2 separate regions of the Sus scrofa genome follow, and region 1 is linked to region 2. Evidence: chromatin contacts called from public Hi-C data. All regions are on one chromosome and are shown on one strand. Each heading gives the region's core, a stretch centred on a gene start, on an enhancer-like site or on the middle of the called end of the contact. The rest is flanking DNA. Distances are from core to core; before and after follow the strand shown.

Region 1 (3,859 bases), core at 165-2,664, 67 kb after region 2:
AAGCTTAGCGTGAATGATTTGCTTAGGGTCACATAACAAGCAGAGATTTGCACCGGTTCTCTGAACACTCTAAGCCAGGGTTCTTGAGGGGTCCCTTCGAGAAATGCAACTCTTCTATTATGTGTCAAAGAGAGCATTCCATTTGGTTTTTGGACGTGAATAAACAACCTAGAAAACTCACAAAAGCTATGAAAACATTTCTTAAGCTAAGGCTTCATTAAGGTTGAAAAGTTGAAGTGGATTCTTCTCAAAGACTTAATTCCATTATTTATTATGCCTTCCATTCCACCATGTAGATATAAAACTTTCCAAAACAAATATTTATTCTAATTCCGTGGAAGGAATACATCCCCGCTCTGTTCCCTCTGCGCAGTTACTTATTGGGTATCTGTTTCGTTCCGATTTCCTTTCTCAGTATTTTCTCATTCCTTGTTTTTTCATGCCTCTCCTTTTGAAGTATCCTGTCTTTGAGGTCTCCTCTTGTATTTGCCTGTGATTATTGTCTCCTGCCTTCTTCGGGTCGTCACGCACAGAAGATGCTTAATACGTGCTGCCTGGTGCTGAGTTACAGTGGCAAGGTTCTCTGCAGCCTGCCCTCTCCACCCCCGTGACAGTCTCTCTGATTACTTTTCTGTCACGCTGTCCAAGTGATTGTCGTCATTGTGTATCTTTCCTTCTTCTGCCTTTCCCTCCGTTCGAAGTGCCCTTCTCCCCTTTGTCTCTACTTATGGCTTGATTCCAATCCCACCTCCTCCAAGAGGCCGCCACCCTTTAGGCCCTTAGAGGTCTTTCAGTTTCCTTCTGCAGATACTGTCATCAGGGGGTGTTTGCCACTGAGCATGTCTCACTGTCGGTTTTCTGTTAATACCTGTCTCATCTGGATTTTGAGTTCAAATCCCTGTACCTCTCTAGATCCGTGTGTTCGCTAACGTGTTACTTAAAACATTCTCAGTGATTATTCTGATGGAGAAAAAGTCAGTTGTAGTCACCTGGAAGAGGCTTTATTGAAAGCATTGCTGATGAGTTTGGGGAGAGATTTTCGTAAACAAAAAAATGAAATGGTTCCCCAGCCAACATGACTCAATTGACATTGAAATTAATGAGGTGAAAATAATCTCTCTGCTTAAGCCAAGTGGCTCATATTTGGACAGTGTTCTAGGACCAGCGTTATAGCACTTCTTCTCCTTTCCTGCGGTCTCTTAATGTATACGCGCGTATTCGTTGATTTTGGACCTCTTCGACCTTATTTTTGACATTCACTGTTTTTACTTCGTCTCCGCGAACAGCGAACAATAGAGCCTTTGTCATTTTTTCCCCTTTATTCCATCCGGATCACCTATTTCTTGGTCAGTTCTTTGGAACTGTAACTGAGTCATTTGAATTACATGCCATTTGGATCTGGGGTGAAAGCTTGATTCAGCTGACTGCTGACTCACCATATGTTGCTGTAATTCTGGAAAGCAGTGAAAATTGTGGTACTGCTGAAGGAAAAAGCAATGTTGGAATGGCGTTTTAATAATAAATGACTTATATTTGTTGTATAACTAATTCATGCACCTAGACATTCTGCGAGATACTTTAAATAAATGATGGAAGACCTCTAAGGTAGCTATTATTAACCCTGTTTTACATAGGAGGAAAACGAGTCTGCGAAAGATTAAAGGTCCAGTTGACTTTCTTAAAGGTCAAATATGTAGCCGATAGTAACCTCTGGGATGTAGGGGACTTTGGTGTGTTCCCTGTCGTAGTCCCAATACTTCACGTGGTGACTGGAAGTTAAATATTTCATTTTTTAAACGCAATTCCTCTCTCCTTCTCTCTTGAACTTAACTCCAGATTGTCACTCCCCCAGAGCTGCTCTTATTGCTATTATTGGTGACCTTCCCTGTTGTCAAAATCCAGAGGTTCATTCCTAGCCTTTTCGACATTGACCGATCTGTCATATTTGACCCAGTTAGTTACTCCCTTTCCTTGAAATGCATTATTTAATTGACTTTCCAAAACAACACATTCTCCTTTTTCTTCCCCTTCTTCCCTGGCTATTCCTCAGTCAGTTTCCTTCTTACCTTCCCAGCCTCTAAACCATGGAGTATCCCCAGGGCTCAGTTTTCATTTGTTTCCTATCTACACTCACTTCCTTGGCGGTATCACCTCACGTCGTATCGTTAAGTGCCTCTTAGACTCTGGTAATTACCAATTTGTATCTTTATCCTGGACTCTTCCTCTCAACTCTATGCTAATGGTTTGGATGATTAATAGACAGGTGAAGTTCAGACTCCTAGTGCCTTACTCTCCTACCCGTCCAGTTGGAAAGGTGTAACTAGTTCATGCGCACACAGCTCTTGCAGTCAATTTGGCAAAAACAACGTGGCTGTTACCATTGACAGGCCATCTATCAGCATATCCTGTTGGCCTCATCTTCCAGCTGAACTGAATCTGATCGCTTTCACCTCCACAGCTGTCACTCAGGATCTAGCCAGTATTCTTTTCCATACTTTGTTGTAATTGTTTCTTAATTCATTTCCTTGCCTCTGCCCTTGGCCTCACTATAGACTGTACCACAGTAGCCACGGAGATCTTATTTAAAAAAAAAAAAAAAAAAAAAGAATCTTATTTTTTCTCTCTTCAGAATAGAAGCCCAAATCCTTAAAATTTACCTTTTTTACTTCATCTTCTACTCTCCAGTCAAGCCCTGTTGGTTTTCTTGCTATTCTAACGATCAGGCGCGCCCCCTACCCTACCCACAGGATCTTTGTGCTTATTTTTCTCTCTTTCCGGGATGTTTGTCCCGCAGGTGTCCCCTGCCTCAGATCCCGTGGTCTTTACTCAGGCCTTTACTCCTTAGATCTTTCCTAGGACTGTCTTGTCCCTGAGGTCCCACTGTCGATTCTATTTAAAAGTGCAGCACCTTCCCACATACCACCCCCCCCACCCAGCAGCACCTCTACCTCCTTTATCTGCTTCCTGTGGTATTTACCATCCTGTGACAAACTGTATGTTTTACCTATTTATCTGGGGAGTGAGGTGTTTTTAAATCTCTCTCTCCTTACTGGAATGTAAATTTTACTAGAATATAAATTCCACAAGGGTAGGAATTTATTAATTTATCCGGATTTATTATGAAGCAATGAACAAACGTTAGGGCTAGAATTCTCTTCTCTTTGACCTCATAGCTAACCTAGGCCCTCATTAGTTCCAGTGTATTTGTCCTTTGTTTTATATGTATGTACATCCTACATTTCCCTCCATCCCTACTCAGAACCCCTTAGAACTGATAAAGTTTCATAAATGTTAGACATGTAGAAAGAATAATCAGATGTATTTAATGTTTAATCATACAGTAGTAATAAGGATTGCTGTGTTCTGAAATTTACCTTCAGATATAGCTGTGACATTATATATATATATATATATTTTTACTTTTACAAAGGTTTTATGTATGTGTGTATAATATCACTAAATATATCTTGAACACACACATATAATTTTTAAACAGGTTATCAGAACACCTCATGGGAGAGACTTCGACGACTCTTTGGAAAGGTGTGATGACTATTTGAGCTCCAGGTCATGCAGCAAGCCCCAGCATTCGGCCAGGACCCTACTCGTTCATTCAGCACCCTCGACAATGCCGAAGCACTCTCCAAGCCCTGTGTTAAATCGCGCTTCTCTCAGGGAAAGGTAATGCTTAGTCTCTATTGCTGTACTAAACTTTGGAATAATGGTCATTAGAAAAGAGCAGGCAGCAGTTATGTACGTGAAGTGATTATTTGTTAAAGAACAGTTTGTTTTAAGAGGCTTAATTTGTGTTTGTTTAGAGCATACTAAATATATGGTGTCAGATTCTCCTGCCCAGCCC
Region 2 (3,783 bases), core at 583-3,082:
AATGGAAAAACCATCTTGTTACACAGCAGCAACACTGGGAGAATCCTGCAACATAAGAAAGAGAGAAGCAAATCACAGAAGAGTATGTATAGTATTAATTACATTTATATAACATCAATAAGGAGGAAAAGTTAAACAGTATCTTAACAATATTCTCATTCATGAATAACAAAAGGATTTAGAAAAGCAAGGGATTCTATTATAACAGAAATCAGGGTAGTGGTTACTTTCAGGGCAAGGAAGGTAACACAACGTTTGGGACATTTTTAAGGTGTTGGTTGTGCTCTATTTCTTTTTTTTTTTTTTTTTTTTTTTCTTTTTTTTTTTTTTTGTCTTTTTAGCTATTTCTTGGGCCGCTCCCACGGCATATGGAGGTTCCCAGGCTAGGGGTCGAATCGGAGCTGTAGCCACCGGCCTACGCCAGAGCCACAGCAACGCGGGATCCGAGCCGCGTCTGCAACCTACACCACAGCTCACGGCAACGCCGGATCGTTAACCCACTGAGCAAGGGCAGGGACCGAACCCGCAACCTCATGGTTCCTAGTCGGATTCGTTAACCACTGCGCCACGATGGGAACTCCCTGTGCTCTATTTCTTAACCTGGGTATTAGTTGCACAGGCATTTGCTTTGTTATAGCTGAAGATCAACATGTTTTATAAATGTCTGTATGTATAACATATTTTGCAATAAAAATGATGATGATGATGATGATATTGCTTTTTTAGGGCTGCACCTACTGCATATGGAAGTTCCCAAGCTTGGGTTCAAATCAGAGCTGCAGCTGCCAGCCCACACCACAGCCACAGCAAAGCCAGATCTGAGCCTCCTCTGGACCTACACCAGAGCTCAAGGCACCACCAGATTCCTGACCCAGTGAGCCAGGCCAGGGGTGGAACCTGCGTCCTCATGGATACTAGTCGGGTTCTTAACCTGCTGAGCCACAATTCGAACTCCAAAAATGATTTTTAAAACGATGAAAAGCTCTTCGATTCTTTTAATCTTTGATGGTCTATGGCCCAGACCCTTCGCTGACAGTTCAATTTAAATAATGTGTACTGAAGTGCATACACAGGTGAATTAAACAGGAAACCTTCGGGGGGGGGGGGGGTCGCACTAACAGAGAATCATAGAACAAGACACTAGGAAGAGGAAGGTGATTTGACCGAAGCCTCTCTTCTCAGGGAGGCAACCGGAGTTTTACTTGAGAGTTCCCGAGGTCCAGTCTTTCTTCTGCCTTTAAATTGGGCAAGTCTGTTTTCCAGGCCTCAGTTTTCTCAGGCTGGCTTTGAAAACTGTATCAGATTCAAATATGAGAACGAATAAATCATTATGATTCTTTACAGCTAGAGAAACTGAAGGAGGCCACTAGCAGAAGGAGGCCACTAGCAAAGTTGCCACCGCCACCTTGGAACTCCGCGCTCCTGACTCCAACTCACCACCTGCCCACTGATCTATTCATTGTAGGGATATTCTCTTCTTGTGGCTTTGGGCCCATAGTCTGACGTCACAAACTGCCCGCCCCGCCCCTTCGGAAGCCCCGCCTCCCCCAGCGTTCGCCGAGCCCCACCCCCTGCTGCGGCTGCTCAGGCGCGTCCCCTCCCAGCTTCTCTTCCGGCCCCTCCCCTCCCGGCTGCCATGACAACGAGTCCGCGCCTCGCGCACAGCTGCTGCTCCGGCGGGACCCAGGCTGGACCGCGGGCCCCGGCCTGGGGGCCACAGCTGCCACCGCCGCCGCCACCTCGTCTCCTCCCCGTCCCCGCCCCGCCCCGCGTCTCCTCACCTCCCTCGGGCCCGCGGCCGGGGTCCCTCCCCGCCGCCCCACCTCGCGCGGATGCCGAAGGTGAAGGCGCTGCAATGCGCCCTGGCGCTGGAGATCCGCTCTGTGAGTACTGGTCGCGCCCCCTACGCCTCCGCCTGGGTGTCTTGAGCCCCCGGAATTTACTTTGGACGCTGCCTCCATTCACTTCCGAGAACCCCGGATCACCTCGAAACCTTCTCCCTCCGAATCATCCCTCCCTAGGGACCCTGGACCCCGTATCCCCTCGGTCTTACCCAACCTCAAAATCACTCCAGCTATATCGAGGTCAGATCCCCTACCCCAGCCCCTAGCTTCCTCCCAACTTCCAGTTCGGGTTCCTTCAAGTTCTTTTCATACCACTTTAGAAAGTTCTCTCTCTGCTCTAAACTTTCCAGTGAATTGGGGTGGGTCGGGTTTTTTTTTTAAATCTCTCTTCTCTGCTCCTGTTGTAGTGAGAGAGGATTACTGGCCAGGCTCCTGCCCAGTTTTCGGGAGTGTGTGTGTGTGTGTGTGTGTGTGTGTGTGTGTGTGTGTAGATTTCTTTCCAAATCACTGCTGGAGGATTTTTTCAGACAAATTTCCAAGCTTCTGATCAGTGAAGGGGATTCTTCTCTAAGTCGTCAAAGTAGAATCCCCACACTCCACAACTGAAATGTGCCATCACTGCACACGGCACGTTGCCATCTCCCCCACCAGAGCAAACCTTTCAGAAGCCGGGTCAGGTCCCTCCAGTCCCCAAACTCTCCCCACGTTCAGAGGGATCCCTCCTCCTCCCCTTCACTCCAAGAAAGGCACCAACTTTTAGAGGCAAACTAATCATTCTCTAAACTTGCTGGAGGGGACCTGCGGGCAGTCCTGGTCACTCTGCGCACATGCTAAGAGCATCCTGCTCCCCTGCCCTGCTCTGGAAATCCAGCTAAAGCAGGGAACCCCCATGTCTTTCCTCAAGAGAAGCGCCTTGGCCCTCCTCTCCGTGCTATGAGCAAACGCATCCCTCTGAATAACCTCAGCAGACTCTTCCAAGGGATTTTGAAGTCCTTCCCCCTCATTCTCTCCAGAACCCTCTCATTCTCTCCAAATGAAAGCTCCAGCCTCTCTCTTGTAGAGGATACCCCCCTCCCACCCTCCACTGCAAGGCATTTGGTAACAAGATTTCTCTCTCGGTCCTTTTTCCCTCTTTCTACTTCTCTTAGTTATTTATTTCTCAACCCTTTCATCTCCCAATAAAACTGTGTGTGTGTGTGTGTGTGTGTGTGTGTACTTAAATTGCCAAGGCCGCTCCTCTGAGTGCTATGTCAGATAGCCCTCCCCAGTTCCTTCCTCCACTCCTGCCCCCTCCTTCAAGCATCCGCTGCTTTCCTGTGGTCTCCCCGACGTTATAGTGACACCCCTGCAGCACAGGACCCCTTTAGGTCTTTGCCTAGGGCTAGGTCTTGCAGGAACGCTGGGTGGGGCAGAGAATGAGGCCGGAGTGGAGAAGAAAGTTTCTCGCCCTCTTGCTTTAGCATTGAGGCTGCAGAGATTTTACTCGCTACTGTGTCCGAAACTGTCATTCTGGCTTCCGATCTTTTTTCTTTTCTTTTTCATCTCACAGCTGCCAACGTTTGGCAGCCTTTTTGTAAAGTAGGATTCATTAAACACAAGAATACACAAAGCCTCCTAATTCAGCTGGCTCCGTGCGGTTAGTAAGACTCCGGAGTTCCCGAGCCTGTGTTACTGGCTGCTGCTTCCTCCTCTGCTGACCAATGGCATTTAGCAGCCTGGTGAGAGCCGCTGCCTGACAGGCTGGCTTCTCTTCTTGGCAGATCCAGCCTTGCTGAGAGGAAGTACTTTGTGGAAACTGATGACTGCCTGAAAGACGGGGAGAAAGAAAAGTTCTTTCACTACCCTTTCTCTCAGTCTTAGTGCATGACTGTATGATGGCGCTTCAGAAATTATGCAGGTGGAGACCTTCCTGTTTTTTTTTTCAACAAACATTTGAGTC

Evidence for each region. A called contact is a pair of places that touch in the nucleus more often than the background predicts.
Region 1: a Hi-C map of embryonic fibroblasts shows a contact between it and region 2, with 1.7 times the contacts expected there. The contact joins the enhancer-like site here to the promoter of SPATA6 in region 2. A contact is called at or near these places in 2 of 47 Hi-C or Micro-C datasets (embryonic fibroblasts and fibroblasts).

Annotation. Positions count from the first base shown.
Region 1 is chr6:163,344,802-163,348,660 of Sscrofa11.1, forward strand. SPATA6 (spermatogenesis associated 6) reads left to right here. Exons shown (of 13, transcript NM_001177917.1): 10 at 3,497-3,681. Among named protein-coding and RNA genes, the nearest start is that of SPATA6, 68 kb to the left of the region's middle. Within about 2 kb of position 1,415, at least 4 of the 83 cell types and tissues checked have an H3K27ac peak or open chromatin away from gene starts, as enhancers often do. A contact at or near this core is called in embryonic fibroblasts, where this site is marked.
Region 2 is chr6:163,277,333-163,281,115 of Sscrofa11.1, forward strand. SPATA6 (spermatogenesis associated 6) reads left to right here and starts at 1,833. Exons shown (of 13, transcript NM_001177917.1): 1 at 1,833-1,883. The coding sequence starts at 1,833.